2 separate regions of the Rattus norvegicus genome follow, and region 2 is linked to region 1. The links are chromatin contacts, called in public Hi-C maps. All regions are on one chromosome and are shown on one strand. Each heading gives the region's core, a stretch centred on a gene start, on an enhancer-like site or on the middle of the called end of the contact. The rest is flanking DNA. Distances are from core to core; before and after follow the strand shown. Region 1 holds the start of Qki (QKI, KH domain containing RNA binding). Region 2 has its middle 230 kb from the start of Qki.

Region 1 (7,864 bases), core at 2,755-5,254:
TTACACTACCGGTTAATATTTAACTGCTGGGCAGGGGTTGAAGCTGGATGCTGGTGCTACATCTGGAAAGAACACATTAGCCCTCTAAAGGCAGCACAAATCACAGCCCAGCAGCCCAGGGAGCTGGGCTCCTCACCTTTAGAGATCTAAACACGCTTTAGCGAGAGGACTACTGGACCGAACTCTTGCATTAAAAACGAACAAAAGACAACAGTGCAGCATACACATGCTTGCACCCACACAGACACACACCAAAAAAAAAAAAAAAATAACAACTCTCCGGGGTCCAATCTACAAACATCCAAGTTTCCCATTTGAAGATGACCAGAATCCCCAGATCATTTCCAATGCTTTGATGATAAACCATTTTACCATTTAGGAAGATACTCAAACGTTTTGTGGAGTTAATTACACAAACATACCTAGATTTCTCCCATCCCTCCTTAAAGAAATTTTATAACTTAAATTATTTCTTTAAAAGAGTATTGGAACAAGGAAACCACTAAATACCGAATGTGAAGTTTTAGTTCATGTAGAAACTCTATGATGATAAAAGCGGAAGTGCTTGGAATACTGTAAGTTTTTATTCTAAATGTCAAGAGATGCAGTAAACTCCTAGAGCCAATGAAATTGAACAGGAAGTCCATTTCCACTCCTAGCTAATTAATGTGAGAGAGAAGAGCCGGTTTTATTGTTAATAGATGATAGGAGTTTTCACTGAAAGAGCTATTACAAGGATCTTCATATACCCGGTGTATATATCTTCATGTATACTTATCCTACTCATTTTGAAACTGTATTAAAATGTCTATAATAACAGAACTGAAGGACCTATAATAATCGCTGAGATTTTAAGCCTGGAGGTACACATCCCAACAGACTTTGTAGTCTACACTGTGTTGTGCGGATTGATACATGTCCACAGTGTGAAGAAGAAGGAGTGTGAGGGAGAAAAAGGTGGGAGCCTATAGATGAGTACCTGGGCAAGGTCAGTGACTCCAAAGGCTGTAGATGCACTTTCTGTACAGCCCTGGACTGCCTCCACCAGCCACTAAACTGTTCTTAGGCAGCCAACCATCTCTTCCCTCAAATATGGCTACTCTTGCCTCCTTCCCTATGTGTTGGGGGAGCACTGAAGAAAATGAGCCAGGTAAGTATTTGAACCTCAGGCATGCAAACTAGCACGTGACACTTCTTTTCGAACATGCAAGTCATGAGAGCCTACACAAGTGTTGTTGATGGGGTTAGGAGTTCTAAAAACCTTCAAGTCTTTACTCTGATGGCAAACACACTGACCCACAGAGCTGACATGGCATGAGGAAATGTGACAGAAAGAATTAAAAATTTAACAAAAAATAGAGGTGACACCTGGGAGTTGGAGTGGGGCTTTTGGGCAGATAGAAAAAAAATTCCAATGAGATACCAGGCCCAGAGTCCTACAGATGCCAAGCGTGTGTAGAGGTCAAGGCAGATTTCAGGGAGACCAGGAGTCCATCTAGTGAGCTTGGGCCAGCAACATGCAGGGGACCAGATCTCTTGGGGCCTAGCAGGTCTTGGTAAACTCTTAGGATATTTTTTCTTTACCTGAGAAATCAGGAAAAGTAAGTAGGGGACAAGATCCACATGTACTTGAAAATGTACCAAATGGCAACTATTTCCAAATGATGGGTCCACCAGGGATTAAGTCATGGTGAATGAATATTGCCTGACAGTTATTTTTGGTTCAACTACATTATAAAAAGTGGTTGGACTTTATGGGTCAAAAATGATGGAACACTGTCATGAATTCCAAGGATTTACTGGATAAGGTTGATAAAATTGGGGGGGGGGCACTCTGGTATAAAATATACATGGACTTGAACAGCCAGCAGGACTTATTAGCTATATAGTGCTGGGTAAATTATTCCGTTTACCTCTTCCTCTTCAGAGGTTTCCTCTTATGTACAAATCGGGGATGCCAGTATTACCTCAGGCCCAGGACTGTTGTGATTGACTGAGCTACAGAGGTAGAGCAGTTAGCACAGGCCCTATAAGTGTATCAACTTACAAAGGGGACTTTGCTTGCACAAGCACAGACAATGAAAAATAATTCAGGGACAAATATTTTTTAATAATATACAAGGAACAAACTTCTAATTTTTCTAGGTTTTGAAGCAACACTTAGAAAACGTAGTAACAGCTTTTTAATCAAATTATTCCATGCTTTTACATAATTTACTGTTTAAAGAGATAACTAGGTGAATAATCTAGAACTACTATAGTCATTGTTGAAAAATTCAAGTTATTTCAATTACACGTTAACTTTGTCCATCATTTGCTCTACTAATTTAATAAACGAGAAAACCAAAACCAAAACCAACTCGAACTGTAGTCTTTAAATGAAATCAAGAGTAAAGTTGCTTTAAATACCTTTGGCACCACACAAACTTCGGAATGCTCTTTAGAATTTGTGTAAAGCAGTTTAAAAAAAAAAAACAATTCGACAACGCTGCTTATGTTCACATTTAAAATACAGTGAGATGATTCACAGAAAATTATAGCCAGGGCCAACTCTCAAAATGGTTAATTTGACAATCTTGTCTACATTTTAATACGGCACGTTATAAAGAACTTGCAACAAAACAGGGATGATGCAGATTTAGTGAGTGACAGCTTCTATAAATCACAGGACTTCATTGCTGCAATTCAGAACATTGTTTCCGAAACAAATGTAACCCTCAGAACTCCCTCACCCCCATAGGAAGCACCTTTTCTGGCCCACTGCCTTTCGTTTATTTTTATTTATTTATTTATTTATTTATTTATTTATTTATTTATTTATTTATTTATTTATTTATTTATTTTTGTCAAGTAGGTAGAAATAGGTGTTGACTACTTGGTTTTCCCGAATGTGTGCTCACACAGGCTTCTTCAGCGAGCGGCCGCGCCTCCGAGGAGCCACCGCCTCCACCTCCGGACTGTAACCTGCGGTGAGGATAACGGAACCGCGCGTCACGCCGCATGGAACGGAGCCCGCCCGCCCGTGGGTGCGCACGCGTGTGCCATCTCCGCCCACGGTCCGGGGCCGCCTCGCAGCACACGGCGATGCGAGGCCCGTCACGCGTGGCGCTGGCTCCAGGGGAAACCTCGCTGGAGTCCCCACCGCGGAAGACACTGCGGTGCGGGCGCCTACGCCGACTCAGTCCACCGCCACCTAGCACCCCAAGCGATCCGACGGTCGGGTCCCTCGCCCCGCCAGGTGGGCGCCGCGCCAGAACCGTTCCGCCCCGCTTCTCGGTCCGCAGGCCATCGTTCCCCCACTTCCCCAACCCCAACGCAGGCGCGCTCCAGGCCCGCCCCTCCCCCCTCGGCGCGCTCTCCGCCCGGTGGGGCGGAGCGACCCTCGGAAGGGGCGTGGCCACAGCCCTCGACGCGCGCACGCGCTCTCAGCCTCACGGCTACGTGTCGGCACACGTGACGCCCACCCGAGAGTCCCCAGTGAAGCAACAGGACGTTAAAAAAAAAATTTTTTTTTTGAGGGGTAGCGAGGAAGGTGGACGAAGAGGTTTAAAAAAAAAAAAACCAAACTATAGTAACGCGCGCGGACGCGAGGCCCGGGCGGCGGCGAGCGCTGCGCGTCGCGGAGAGTCCCGCCGGGATTCCTCTCAGCCGCCGCGCCCGACCGCGCCCGCCGCCTCAGCAACAGCGCGCCGACGAGCCAGTGCCGCCGCCCGCGTCCCCCTCAGCCGCGACCCGGGCCCCGCGCAGGCCACCGCCGGCGCGCGTCCTCTTCGCCGCGGCCGGGCCCTGCACCGGCCGTCCCGCCCGAGCGGCCAGGGGCGGCGGCGGGGGGCGGGAGCGCGCCCAGCCCCGTAACGGCCGCCCTGCGCGGCCCCGCCCGCCGCCCGCCCCCGGCCCTGCCCGCGCCCCTCCCCCCGCCGCCGCCGGCTGCGCCGCCTGAACTGAGGCGAACTCCGCCGCCAAGTGAGTGAGGAGGAGGAGAGCCGCGGAGGAAGAGGAGGAGCGCAGTCGGAGCGCGGCGGCGGCGGCGGCAACGCGGAGCGCCGCGGCGGACAGCACCGCAGACTCGCGAGCTTCGGCGCAGGCGGCGCGACCGGCCGACGAGCGGCCCCCGGCTCCTCGCGGCGCAGCGGCCCCGCGCCGCGCTCGGCCCGAGACCCGCCTCCGCCGCCGGCCTCGCGAGGGGAGCCGCGCCGGGCGGCCGAGGAGCGGCGGCCGCGGCGCGTCGGGCCGGGCGAAAGTGCCTGCGGGGGGCGGGCGGGCGCGCGGAGCCGGCCGCCCCGGGGCTCGGCGCGGGAGCCGGAGCGGGAGCCGGCGCGGAGCGGGACGCGGTGTCCCGAGCGGCCGGCGGCCGGAGCTCGCCCCCGCCCCTCCCTCCTCTCCTCCGGCGGCGGCGGCGGCGGGCGGAGTGAGCTGCGGAGCCTGGAATATGGTCGGGGAAATGGAAACGAAGGAGAAGCCGAAGCCCACCCCAGATTACTTGATGCAGCTGATGAACGACAAGAAGCTTATGAGCAGCCTGCCCAACTTCTGCGGGATCTTCAACCACCTCGAGCGGCTGCTGGACGAAGGTGAGGTGGCCGGACCCGGCGCGGCGGCCCGGGATGGCGGGGCGGCGGGAAGGTCAGGCGGGCGGGCGGGCGGGCGCACAAAGGCGGCGCGGGCGGCTCGCGGCGGGGACCGGGCCGGGGCCCGGCCAGGCCCGAGGGCGGACCCGGGAGCACGCGGGGCTGCGGGGCTGCGGCCGGCTCCCGACGGCGGGGCGGCTAGGCTCCCCGCCATTCCGGCCATCCCGGCCGCCCCGGCCCGGCCACACGAGTCCCCGAGCTCCGCCTGGTCTCGCCCGCGGGGCCCCAGCTTAGCGGGCTCGTTTCGGTGGAGTTGTGTGGCCCGCAGTACCCGAGTGGACCCCGAGATATTCAGGAATTACGTAGGGTACGGAAAAGTAGTGCTTATGTGGCCGAAGGCGAGGACGAAGTGACAGAGCAGAGCACTTTTTGTCCTTTTGTTTGGGGAAGCGAGAACTGTTTGGGAGTTTAACTTCACTTTTTTTTTTTTTTTTTTTTTTTTTAGTCGGTGGTGGTGGTGGTGGGGGAGGAGTACGAAATACCGCGATGACAGACCTGAACGGAATCCGAGTTCGGAAGAACTGGGGCGGAGGGTTCGCTCCTGGCGTAGCCGCCTGCGTTTGCAGGGCGGGGAGCTGGAAGTTTGAAAAGACGGGGATAAAATAGAGCAGAAGTTTGCAGAAGCCGAGTTGGGAGCGTTGTGGGGAGCAAAGACTGACTGGAAGATTAATGCTGGTTAGCTGTGGAATTCTTTAGGAACTTCGCACAACAGCGATCTGGAGTGTTAGTTTCCAGTAGCTGTGGGTTTATGTGGACGCCCGGGGCGGGGTTCGGGGTGGGGGGGAGGATAGGACCAACAAGTCTGCTTTGAAAATCGAATAGCGAGTACTTTCGGTCTTCTCTTTTAAAGTCTCTGAGTGGACTGTTTAAAGGAAGCGGAAAACTATGTTGGACAGATGAACATGGATTTTAGGATCTTTAGAAGAATTTCGAAAAATTTCAGAGATTGTTGGGGCTATCTTGTGCTTAGGGAGCTGGCGTGTCAGGGAAGAACAAAAGACTCCGAGCTAAAAGATGGTTAAAGAACTATTTTAAGAGCTTCTGTTGGGTGGGGAGCCTTGGGCACTATTTAAAACAGAAAACATTCAGCTATTCAGCTATTACCCATGAACATAACATAACACATTGAAAGAGGCCTTTTTTACTGTTGGGTTAGCATATTTGTTAGTATTAAATTGCCTTGGAGAAAACTTGAGCTGCCCCTTTAAGGGTTTTTGCCTTTCTTTTTTGTGTTGGCATTTGAAAAATTGTGGAGGCAGAAAACTTTCTGGAATGTCCAAAAAAAAAAAAAAAAAAAAAAAAGCTGGAGTTCTTAAATTGAGTATTTCCAAAAGTGAGCGCTAAGGGGCGCCAGTTATTTTTTTTTAACCTTGGAAATATTTGGAACAAAATGGGTAGTCTGCTTAATAATCTGACCTATATTAGGTGCAGTTGAAACTTAAATTTTTGGATGACTTCATTTGTCATCCACAAATGTGATTAGAGTGAAAACACCTAATACATTGATATTTCTTCCTTGGCATTGGTTTTTGTGCTATTAGTATCAAATTTCTGAAGAAAAATTTAGTTTTTAAAACTTCAATCAAGGGAGAATTTCTTTAAAATGAACTAAAGCACATTCTTAAAATGCTTCCTATATGCAAGTGACTTAGTGGAGCTTATAAAAAGTTTGGATATGCTATAAAGAAAACTAGTAGGAGTTTTTTAAATTAGTTGTAAAGGCTGCCCAAGTGGTTCTCTTTCAGCTTGATCAGAAATAACTGCCTTAATTCGAGGTTGACATAAGTCTTTCAACTAGAAGAATTTCAATTATGTCATTTCTGCACAGGCTTATTTCTCTTGGTTAGAAATAGTAACCCCTTTGGGTTTTAAATGTAAAAGACAGCTAGTTTAGGATAACAATATTGAAAGTAATGTCTGGTGTCTCCTCTTCATGTTTTCTCCATCTTCACCGTAGTCCATTTGTACTCCGGAATCTCAGCATCAGGTCAGTGTAGAGATGACTTGGATGTTACGGGAGACAGCAAATTGACTAGGGATTGTGATTGTTTTCGTCAGACCAGAGAAGCTTGCAAGAAAGGGACTTGTCCTTAGTGTGTCATAGGCTTTTGACTCTACTTGTTAGTCTTATTGTAAATTTAATTTGACTTGAAAATACTGGTTTCTTAAGGGCATCGTAATTTTCTTGGTAGATGACTTAATTGTGAAAATTGGCAACTTGTCCTTTACCCCTTGTGGCCTCTCATTGTCCAAAACAAATTAATCATGACTTCTGTTTGTGGTTAGGGATTACATTTTACTTTGTCTGTAATGCTTGGAAGAAAAATTACTTTTACATTCAGATAAAACTAAGTTTCACTTTAGGGATTAAACTGTTCAGTGGTAATAAAATGCTCTCTGATAATTAGAAACTTTGAATGGGACTATTTAGCAATTTTATTTTAAAAATTCTTTTCCAGCAGTTAACCTTTAATATGGTTCCTATTTGAGAATTTCCATTTGGTTAGTTAACAAATTTGGGAATGAGGTATGTTGGTTTTTCTACTCGTTAAAACTTGAATGATACAGAAATTGTATATTGTTTCTTGCTGGCTTAAAGAAAGTAGCCTATAGTGCTTAACTTAGGTAAATCAGTCCTTGTGTTGTTGGCTGTTAATTCTGCTTGTGAGTTGTGTCAGTCTTTCATAGTTATCTTTAGCAGGATAGGTTTTTTTTAAAGTTAACAATATATTTTAGGCCAGGGCAGTCCTAAATAAAAGCTATAACTTGAGTTAATACTTGTAAGACTTAAAGGATTGTTTAACTAGAGGTGAGCAGAAGATTACAAATAGAATGTAGGTCTTAAACTACTTTCTCTTAGGATTTTAACTGAACCTCCTTACCATCCCTGGGATAAAGTTACGCAGATTATCTTAAAGACATTTCTTTGTAATGAAAACAAAACTGTTAGAGTAGTTGAATACAAAGCATTTTTAAAAAAATAAACATTTTGCAATTTAATATCGAAGATAGATGTGCAGCAGTAAATAACAGACAAATAACAAGTAGTGAAAAGCAAGAATGTGATACATGAACATGGCATTTCCAGTTTTAATTCTTTAGGCAGGATTATGGGAGGGAGGCTGCTTCTATGAAAATGAGAATGTGGTTTGGTGAAAAAGGGCAGTCTGAAACTTTTTATGGAAGCTGTCAGGAAAACTAGTTTATAATTCAGGAAAAGTAAACAAATGTTAGAT
Region 2 (7,864 bases), core at 4,008-6,507, 230 kb after region 1:
ATTGGGGAAAAAGAAAAAAAGAGGCGGGTAACTCCCATTCCCAAAGGATAACCGTGTCTTGGCAATCTTTTCTGTAGTCAGTCAAAAATACCTGGTTTCCATGGTGATGAGTAATTGGGATGTAAATCATGGATATGGATACAAATGAGACAGACTCTTGGGAGTTTAATATTTGACTTGTCTTGCTATGACAAGAATAGTATAGCATTCCCCTAGTTCTGGATGTGGTTTAACCACATTCTTAATTTGATCCTCTCTCCCAACTGTAGAATCAGGGTACATCAGAAACCACTCTTGAGATGAAATTTCAGCTCGGGCACATAAGCTGTGCTGGGAGTGAGTTGTAGAAATATAGGAGCAGCTGTTTGCGATGCAGATGGTGATTTTACCAAGTGTCCACAGATGGGCGGAGGTGAGGAATGGGGTGAGACCATGCACTTTCTGTTGCCTTTGGAACAGGCCTGTGATGAGTGGCCCTCAGGCCAGGTGGGTCTTGATTGCACTAAGGGCAATTCTACTCGTTGTCATGGAAAGCCAGAAGGAATGCTTTACCCAAAGCCAGAGAGACTGATGGACAGAAACTCATTACCAGGGGAGGTTCTGAAAGAATTTATAGAATGTTTTCCTTGGCAAACAGAACAGAGCAGGCAGGAAAACAGTTCGCATCTGTCCAGGTCCTCAGGGACACTCATCTCAAGAAGAGCAGAAGAAACCAAATCCTAACGTTGGTGGGAGATGAGGAGACAGCTTGTGACTGAGGGAAAACTAGTTATGTTTAGACTTGGCAAATGACTGGCACTATTTGTCAAACATATGGGACTTCAAACCACCAGGCTGTAATTGCAATTTGGTGACATCATGGTTCTGTTTAAAAATTAAGCAAAAATTATTCTCCCTCAAGATTACGTGAACACATTTCTCCAGCTTGGTGTTTCTCCTTAGCTTTTTCCTTTCTCACCTCTAAGGGGGTTTACAGAAATGAGAGAGGAGGGCTGGGGACAGAGCTCAGTTGGCAGAGTGCTTATTTAGCATGCACAACCCCCTAGGTTCATCCTAGCATGGCATAAATCAAGCCTGGTTCTGTACACCTTTAATTACAGCACTTAGGAAGCAGAGGCAGGAAGATTGGGGGTTCAAGGCTACCCTAAACTACATAAGGATTTCAAGACCAGTCTGAATTGAAGACCTTCTAAAAAGTAATGAATAAAAACAAACAAAAACAAACAAACAAAAAACTAAGAGGCCCTGGGGTAGACAGAATTGTGTCAGAGACTCTAACCTTTTATATCTATAGTAACAAAGAGTTGTGTTGTGGTCTAAAAGACTTATAGGCCTTGGAAGCATCACCAGAGAAGGCTATCCAATTAGGTAAATGTATTCCATGGTTAAGGTCGATAGCCCTATAAGCCGGGGAGGTGAACTTCCTCAACTGCTGTGTGACAAGCACTTCTGGGAGATGCTATACAGATGTAATAAAAGCCTGTCATCTAGATGATTTCTGCAATTAAAGTTGGCTCAGCCACAGAGGCAAATTGCCACAGAAATGTAAGGGTCTGTTTTGTTCAACACAGCAGTGGAGAAGGTCCTGTATCAATGCCAGGTTGGCCATCCTGGATTGAAGCAGGTGTTAGATGGGGAGTCTGGTGGGTGTTCCTGTATTTCTTGTAGCTCTGGTATTGGGTCTCCAAATCTTTTCTACCTCATAGCCTTTTACCCTCTAACATGGCCAGGTAGGGCTTCGGGTATCCAGTTCCTAGCTGCTACATGGAACCATGACACATTTGCTGAGCCAGTCGGTCCTCACTGTGGGCTGAGGGCTTACTAGACAGCAAGTTGTGAAATTGGATTTCTCATTCCTATTTGCTCTGATTTTCTGTTTTTTTCCCCCATAGCTACAAAATGAGACAAATATTGAGTGTGATTATGAAATACAAAGGAAAAAAAATCCTTGCTATTTAAATACACTGTTTGCTTTACTGGGTATCGTGCTGAGATTCATTTTCTGAATCATATGAAGTTGGGAACGGTCTATAAGATTTTTACATATCATTCACTGTCTTCATTGATCTTAAAGGAAAGCCCCGCCCCTCCTTGCTAATTTGCCTCAAAATCTGCCTAATCAATGAGTGGATCATTAAACATAGGTCTCCTCTGGAACTGTAGTGAAGTGTGACACCCACTATTTTCGCATGTTGTGGGCTCTCTCCCTGAGTCCAAAGAGCAAAATATTGCTCAGGAAGCACCAGAGCTTGGCCACCAGTGCTACCCATTCACCTAGCAGCAGAAGCAGAAGGGAAACTCACATTGACAGCCTGATGATGTGTTCCCTTCAGTTCAGTGAGAAGCAAGATACCCAGCTCCCAAGCAAAGAGGTAGCTTGCCTAGAATGTCTACCCAACTTGGCTCAGACTCCAGCTGGCTGTCCCAAAGGGATCTTCACCCACTCATCCAGAGAGCCATGGATGACAGATGTTGGGGGAACATGATATCCCAGATGCCTCAGTTGGTATCATATAGGGAGACACTAAGCCAGTCTGGGGGATGATGGAGTGGACAGACTCCCTTTATCTGGCTGCTTCCCTCCTCCACACTGCCCCAGGCCTCTAAGACACACCAGGAAGACCAGCAGCTTGGGAAACCATCTCCTTTGAAATGTTTAGCTAAACAGGAACCTGAAAAGAAAGCTGGACTGTTAGTAACATCCTGACTTGCTCTGTCTTTTGTGTCTGGCTTCTCCCCAGTCCACACCCTTCACTGGAAGCCAGCATCATCTCCTTCCTGTGGGAGAGGAAGCCAAGGCTACACTCTCAGAGACCGACAAGAGAAGGCAGTGCTTTTTTCTCCCTTTTCAGTGTATTTGGCTTTGACTATCACCGGCTGGGAGGGGATGTAGGGAGAAGGCAGAAGGAGAATGTACTCAGCTTGAAAAGATGATGTTCCTGATCTTTCCATCCCATGGTATCCCTTGGGTGGGTCTGAGAAGCCTGGATCAGAACACAGAGTTCAGGACCACAAGTTCTCCTTGCTGGTCTCTAGTGCCCAACCCTGCTGGAAGAGAAGGGCAGCCTGGAATGCTCTCAACCATCCCATGATGCTCAGGGGTTAAGGCCATCACCCTGAAAAATCTCTCTAGTCTTCAAGCAAATATTAGAATTGAGGAGAAAGCTTCTAACAGACTGTGGGAATTTAGTTGCATTTCAGGTGCTGGTGTGAAACACTGTTTCTTGGCCTTCTGTTAATAATAAACTAAACCTCATTTTGAGACAAATTAGCTAGAAGAGAACTTCTCCTTTCAAGATGTTACTGTGAATAGAAAATCCGTCTTTAAAATCCCCCAGAAATGTTCATATACTGGTATTATCACACAAAACAAACTTCACAAGGATGCTCGGAAGTAGAGTGTGCATCTAAGTAGCCTGGGCATGTTTTGATTCCCTTGAATGTGATGGCGGTTCTAAAAATCATTCTCCATAGTAGCTTAACATCTAGGTTTTCTGTATGTGGAAAGACCGTGCTGCACTGTGCTGATCTATCTAAATCTAGCTATGTATCTGGGTCAACTGAAATGAACAGATATGACACAGGGCTGCCTCTCAGGCTTTAACCATCACTCTTTATGCTTGATCTCGTATAATTCACAAGCATGGTATTATGGTCCTTATGAAGGAGCACTGGAGATAGGAAACCTCTGGAGTAGGGGTAAGGATCACAGAGAAACCCTGGTCCTTCTACATCTGAGAACCTTCTTTGTGGTTTTTACTTCCTTTCCCTTCAGTTGTTCTTGGACTTCCTATTATATGTCCTACTTTGATAAAGGCCTCATTTGATGATGGTGGTGGTGGTGGTGTTGATGACGAAATAATCTTCAATTAGCTCAAGAAAGGTGCTACAATCTCCACAATGCAGTGTATTTCTAAAACCTAAGAAGCCCGTGTATATCTGGAACTCATCCCAGTAGCACATAGAGAAAGAGTTAATTTATTCTTTGCACTACATGCACCACACAGTGGGACTTGTCAGCATTGTCATTTCTTACAGATGCCAAGAGCTGACTTCTTATGAATGAAGGCTCCCAGGGATCAGTGCTGTCAGGTAATCATGTGGGCTCTGCTGGTCTGTGAGATACTGGACAGGGATAGAATACCTCTGAGGGGTCCAAGATGAGAGTGGACCAATGAGCAGGAAATGAGGCTGAGTTAGTTGTTTTCAAGGGGACAGTAAGTATGTGGAGAAGAAATCCTTTCTTGCCTCCCATGTTGCAACTGTTGGCAGGGTGTAGAAGAATCTTTCTTGGTGTTACTTAAGTCAGGTGCAAAGGCCATTGTATTATTTTAGAAGCTATCCATTTATGGCACACATGACACATGGACTGGAATGGTGTTTGACACAATGTTGATGTTAAAAAATATATATATCTATAACCAGTTCTGGAATAGGCAGGATCAAGACAGAGACCACAGAGTCTGCTGAATGGTTCCTAGTGCTTTTCCTACCCATGAGAGTGAAATCATCCTGTTTGGGCTGGAGTTTGTAGGCAGTTAGAACTCTTTGTCCCTTCTCCCAGGCTTTGAGGAAATGCTGTGTTTTGAGCATAGATGAGGAAGACAGATGCTTTTCCCATCTCCACCCACTCAGTGACTTTGCCAAGTGACTAGGGATGGAACCCAGTTCACCACTGAATAGCTAGCTGCTGCCAGGGTGAGGCCAGGGACTCGACCCGGTCAGCTCTGTGCTACTATGTAATGGGCTCATCTTTTATCAATTAACCATCAAGCCAGATGTGGGAAGGAAGGGAAAGATGGGTGTGGGAGAGATCCAGTGGCCTGCTCAACTTTGACTTTAAGGCCAAACAGGGTTTGGAAGGGAGTGGAGAAAAATACTGCAAATTGATTGAGCATGCTGATGTTTGCTAAATTTAGAGGCATTTATGTTCACTAGTTCTGAAGCAGTTTTGAAGCAAATCCAACTCATTTTCTGGCAGGAAATAATACTTAGGGGAGAGATTATTTTAGGGGGGAGGGGAGGACTAAGTTGTCTTCGCTGATGAAGGGGATATTTCTAAACTTCTTAGCAGCCACCTTCTATTATAATATCACAAGACTGTAAACGGAAGGAATTAAATGGTGAGAACACTAGAAAGATGGAGTTTCTGCTGAACAACAGGAACGCAGCTGTTTGATGCTCAACACCCCCCTCACCCTCACCCTGTCCTCCTTGGCAACTGGGGCTGACCGGCAGCTGAAGCTTCATGTCCTCTTTCGGTCGTGTTCAAATATAGCCTCTAAGCTTTCATCAAAGCCAAGGGCTCTAGCTGCTGTGTGGAGCTGGCCTCATTTCCCCAAGAAAACTGGAAACAGGGAAAGTGTCGATTCAGGACTAAACCCATCTGGAGTGGGTTGGAGAGATGCTGCTGCTATTTGAGATGGGTGTTGGGAAGTGGTAAAGCAAGGCTAGCCTTGGCTAAAGATTCAGTGAAGTTAAAGTCAGTTTACCTCAAGCACTAGTCAGTCCCTCTTCGAGCTCACACAGAGCAAAACTTTGTAGGAGGGGAAAAAACCCTCCATGTGAGACACCTGCTATCGGCCTTCCTTCTGTGGCAGCAAACCCACCAGCAGAGAGGTGCAGGCAGAGTCAATGTGATCATCAGAGGCTTACAGAGGTGGAGCAGGTGATTGCGAAGGAGGGATGGAGCCTATTCTGCTTTCTTATTTCAGGAGGGCACATAGTTTGGAGAGTTCACTGCTTGATCTCTTCTTTGCAAGGTATACAGATAATTAGAGAACTGGGCTTCTTACAAATAAGATTTGAAAGCTTTATTTTCTCTGATATGCTCTTCTACAAGACTGTTTTGTCTCAGCCCCATGGCATTGTTCCGCGAAGGGGAGGGGATTTCCTAAGGGCTATGGAGAGTGAGCCAGAGTAGCTAGCCAGTAGATGTGTGTGTGGTTTCTTATTGCAAGAAGGAGAAACCAGAACATAAAATCAGATTTTTAAAAATAATCTAACAATGTGAACTCAGTGTTCAATGTCTGGGACTCATTCATGATCTTCTGGACTCCAAACAGGTTGAACAGCCCTGCCTCTCCAGTTCTGCCATGTATAGCGCACATACAACTTCTCTCATAGGCTCAGACCATCTCCACTCAACACCTACTGCTGCCCTTAGAAGATGTTCCAGGGTCCTGGCATCTCCAATATCCTGGGGTCTTCACTGCAACTGAAGCTGCGTTTTCACTAAGCATCATGGCCTTTCTTTAAAGTCCCTGAGTTTCAGATGAGGATGTAGAACTCTCAGATCTGCCTTCATCATGTTCATCATGCCTGCATAGATTCCTCCCTGCACCCACCTGGAGGATGATGGACTGAACCTCTGAACCTCTGTGAGTTCTCTGGAATTGTGAACATTCTTTTGAAGTATGGAGCCCAGTTAGATGAACTTCACTTGGCATACTGCCTCAAGTATGAGAAGTTTTCAATGTTTTGCTGTTTTTTGAAGAAAGGTTGCCTGGTGGTAACTTGGGATCATACATCTGAATTTGTAAGTTTTGCAGTTAAAGCACAAACAGAATATAAGGCATGGTTGCCACATCTCCTGCTTGCTGGATTTGACCATTGATTCCGCTGTGCAGCAGCTCTTGGGTTGACTCAGTCAGTGACGACATCCTTATCTTTACTTTGGAATTTTCTAATTGGAAGAGACATCCTTCAGCTGTTGCAAAGATGCTCTCAGTCCATGCAAACCCCGCCTTTGCTCTTCAGCAACATATGGCCATTGTTCCAAGCCTAACCCATCTTTGTCTTTTGGAAATTTGAACCAGTCTAAAAGCAGAGCGCCGTCATTCTGACATTTTCATCCATCAGTTGCCACTTTCCAGAAGTCTGCAGAGCTATTTGCTCTGTGAAGAGGTTTTGAGAATGGATAAGATTCTAGAACCAGCAGCTAATCATGATGGAGAAGTCTGGGCAATGGTCCAGGCCTGTGCAAACGAAGGCTATGCTTTCTAGGCTGTTTCTATCTCCTATCTCCTCCAAATAATTTCTGCTTCCATGATTATCCTCCTAGGAAAAGGGAATCTGCAGAATTCTGTACCAGTTCTTTATTTTGTTTTTGTCCCAGTGAGCTCTCAACTTTTATTGGTCCCTCAGTCCCCAGGGGTTCCCTCCTTCTCAGCCTCAGTGTCTCAGAACTGTGGTGTCATTGGTCTCAGATACACTTTGCCATCCATGACCTTACGTGGAGCTATCCTCTGCACAGTTTGCGTGGAGTTGCTGGAGTCCAAGGCATCGTTGAGACTGAAATCTTCCCCATCCTCCAGCAAGCGGCTGTAGGTGGCAATCTCCACCTCATATTTGACCTTGATGTTCAACAGGGCTTCATATTCTTGGGTCCTTCTGCCCAAATTTGTGCCAGCTCTGACTCCAGGCAGAAAGACCCCATTGAGCTGCTCCATCTGCACCTTTTATCTGGCCTTCATGTCCCGAGGTTGTTCTCCATGTTCTGGTTTTTCATGGAGTCCAGGTCAATCTCCAAGGTCTGGAGGTTGCGTCTCAGCTCCAAGAGGGTGGTCTCAGTGTCCCTGATTTCAGCAGACTTGGTGGTGACTACTGTGGTACTCTCCTCAATCTGATGAGACCAGTACTTTTCCAGTTCCTCACAGTTCTCCTCACGGTTCTTCTGAGCCAGTTCTTCATACTGGGCATGGATGTCCACCATGATTGTGCTGAGGTCCTGAGATTTGGGAGCATCCATTTCCACAGTCAACCCAGATCTGGCAATCTGGGCTTCCAGACCTTGGACTTCCTCCTCATGATTCTTCTTCATGAACAGCAGCTCCTCCTTGAGCACTTCGATTTCTGTCTCCAG

What was found. Hi-C and Micro-C count contacts between places; a contact is called where the count stands out from the background.
Region 2: a contact with region 1 is called in a Hi-C map of psoas muscle, with 3 times the contacts expected there. The contact joins the enhancer-like site here to the promoter of Qki in region 1. A contact is called at or near these places in 3 of 12 Hi-C or Micro-C datasets (frontal cortex, mammary epithelial cells and psoas muscle).

What each region holds. Positions count from the first base shown.
Region 1 is chr1:52,931,421-52,939,284 of GRCr8, forward strand. Qki (QKI, KH domain containing RNA binding) reads left to right here and starts at 4,005. Exons shown (of 8, transcript NM_001414465.1): 1 at 4,005-4,571. The coding sequence starts at 4,430. It overlaps Cahm (colon adenocarcinoma hypermethylated), which reads right to left and starts at 3,248. Exons shown (of 1, transcript NR_132441.1): 1 at 2,092-3,248.
Region 2 is chr1:53,161,559-53,169,422 of GRCr8, forward strand. It overlaps the pseudogene Krt18-ps4. Among named protein-coding and RNA genes, the nearest start is that of Qki, 230 kb to the left of the region's middle. Within about 2 kb of position 5,258, at least 15 of the 93 cell types and tissues checked have an H3K27ac peak or open chromatin away from gene starts, as enhancers often do.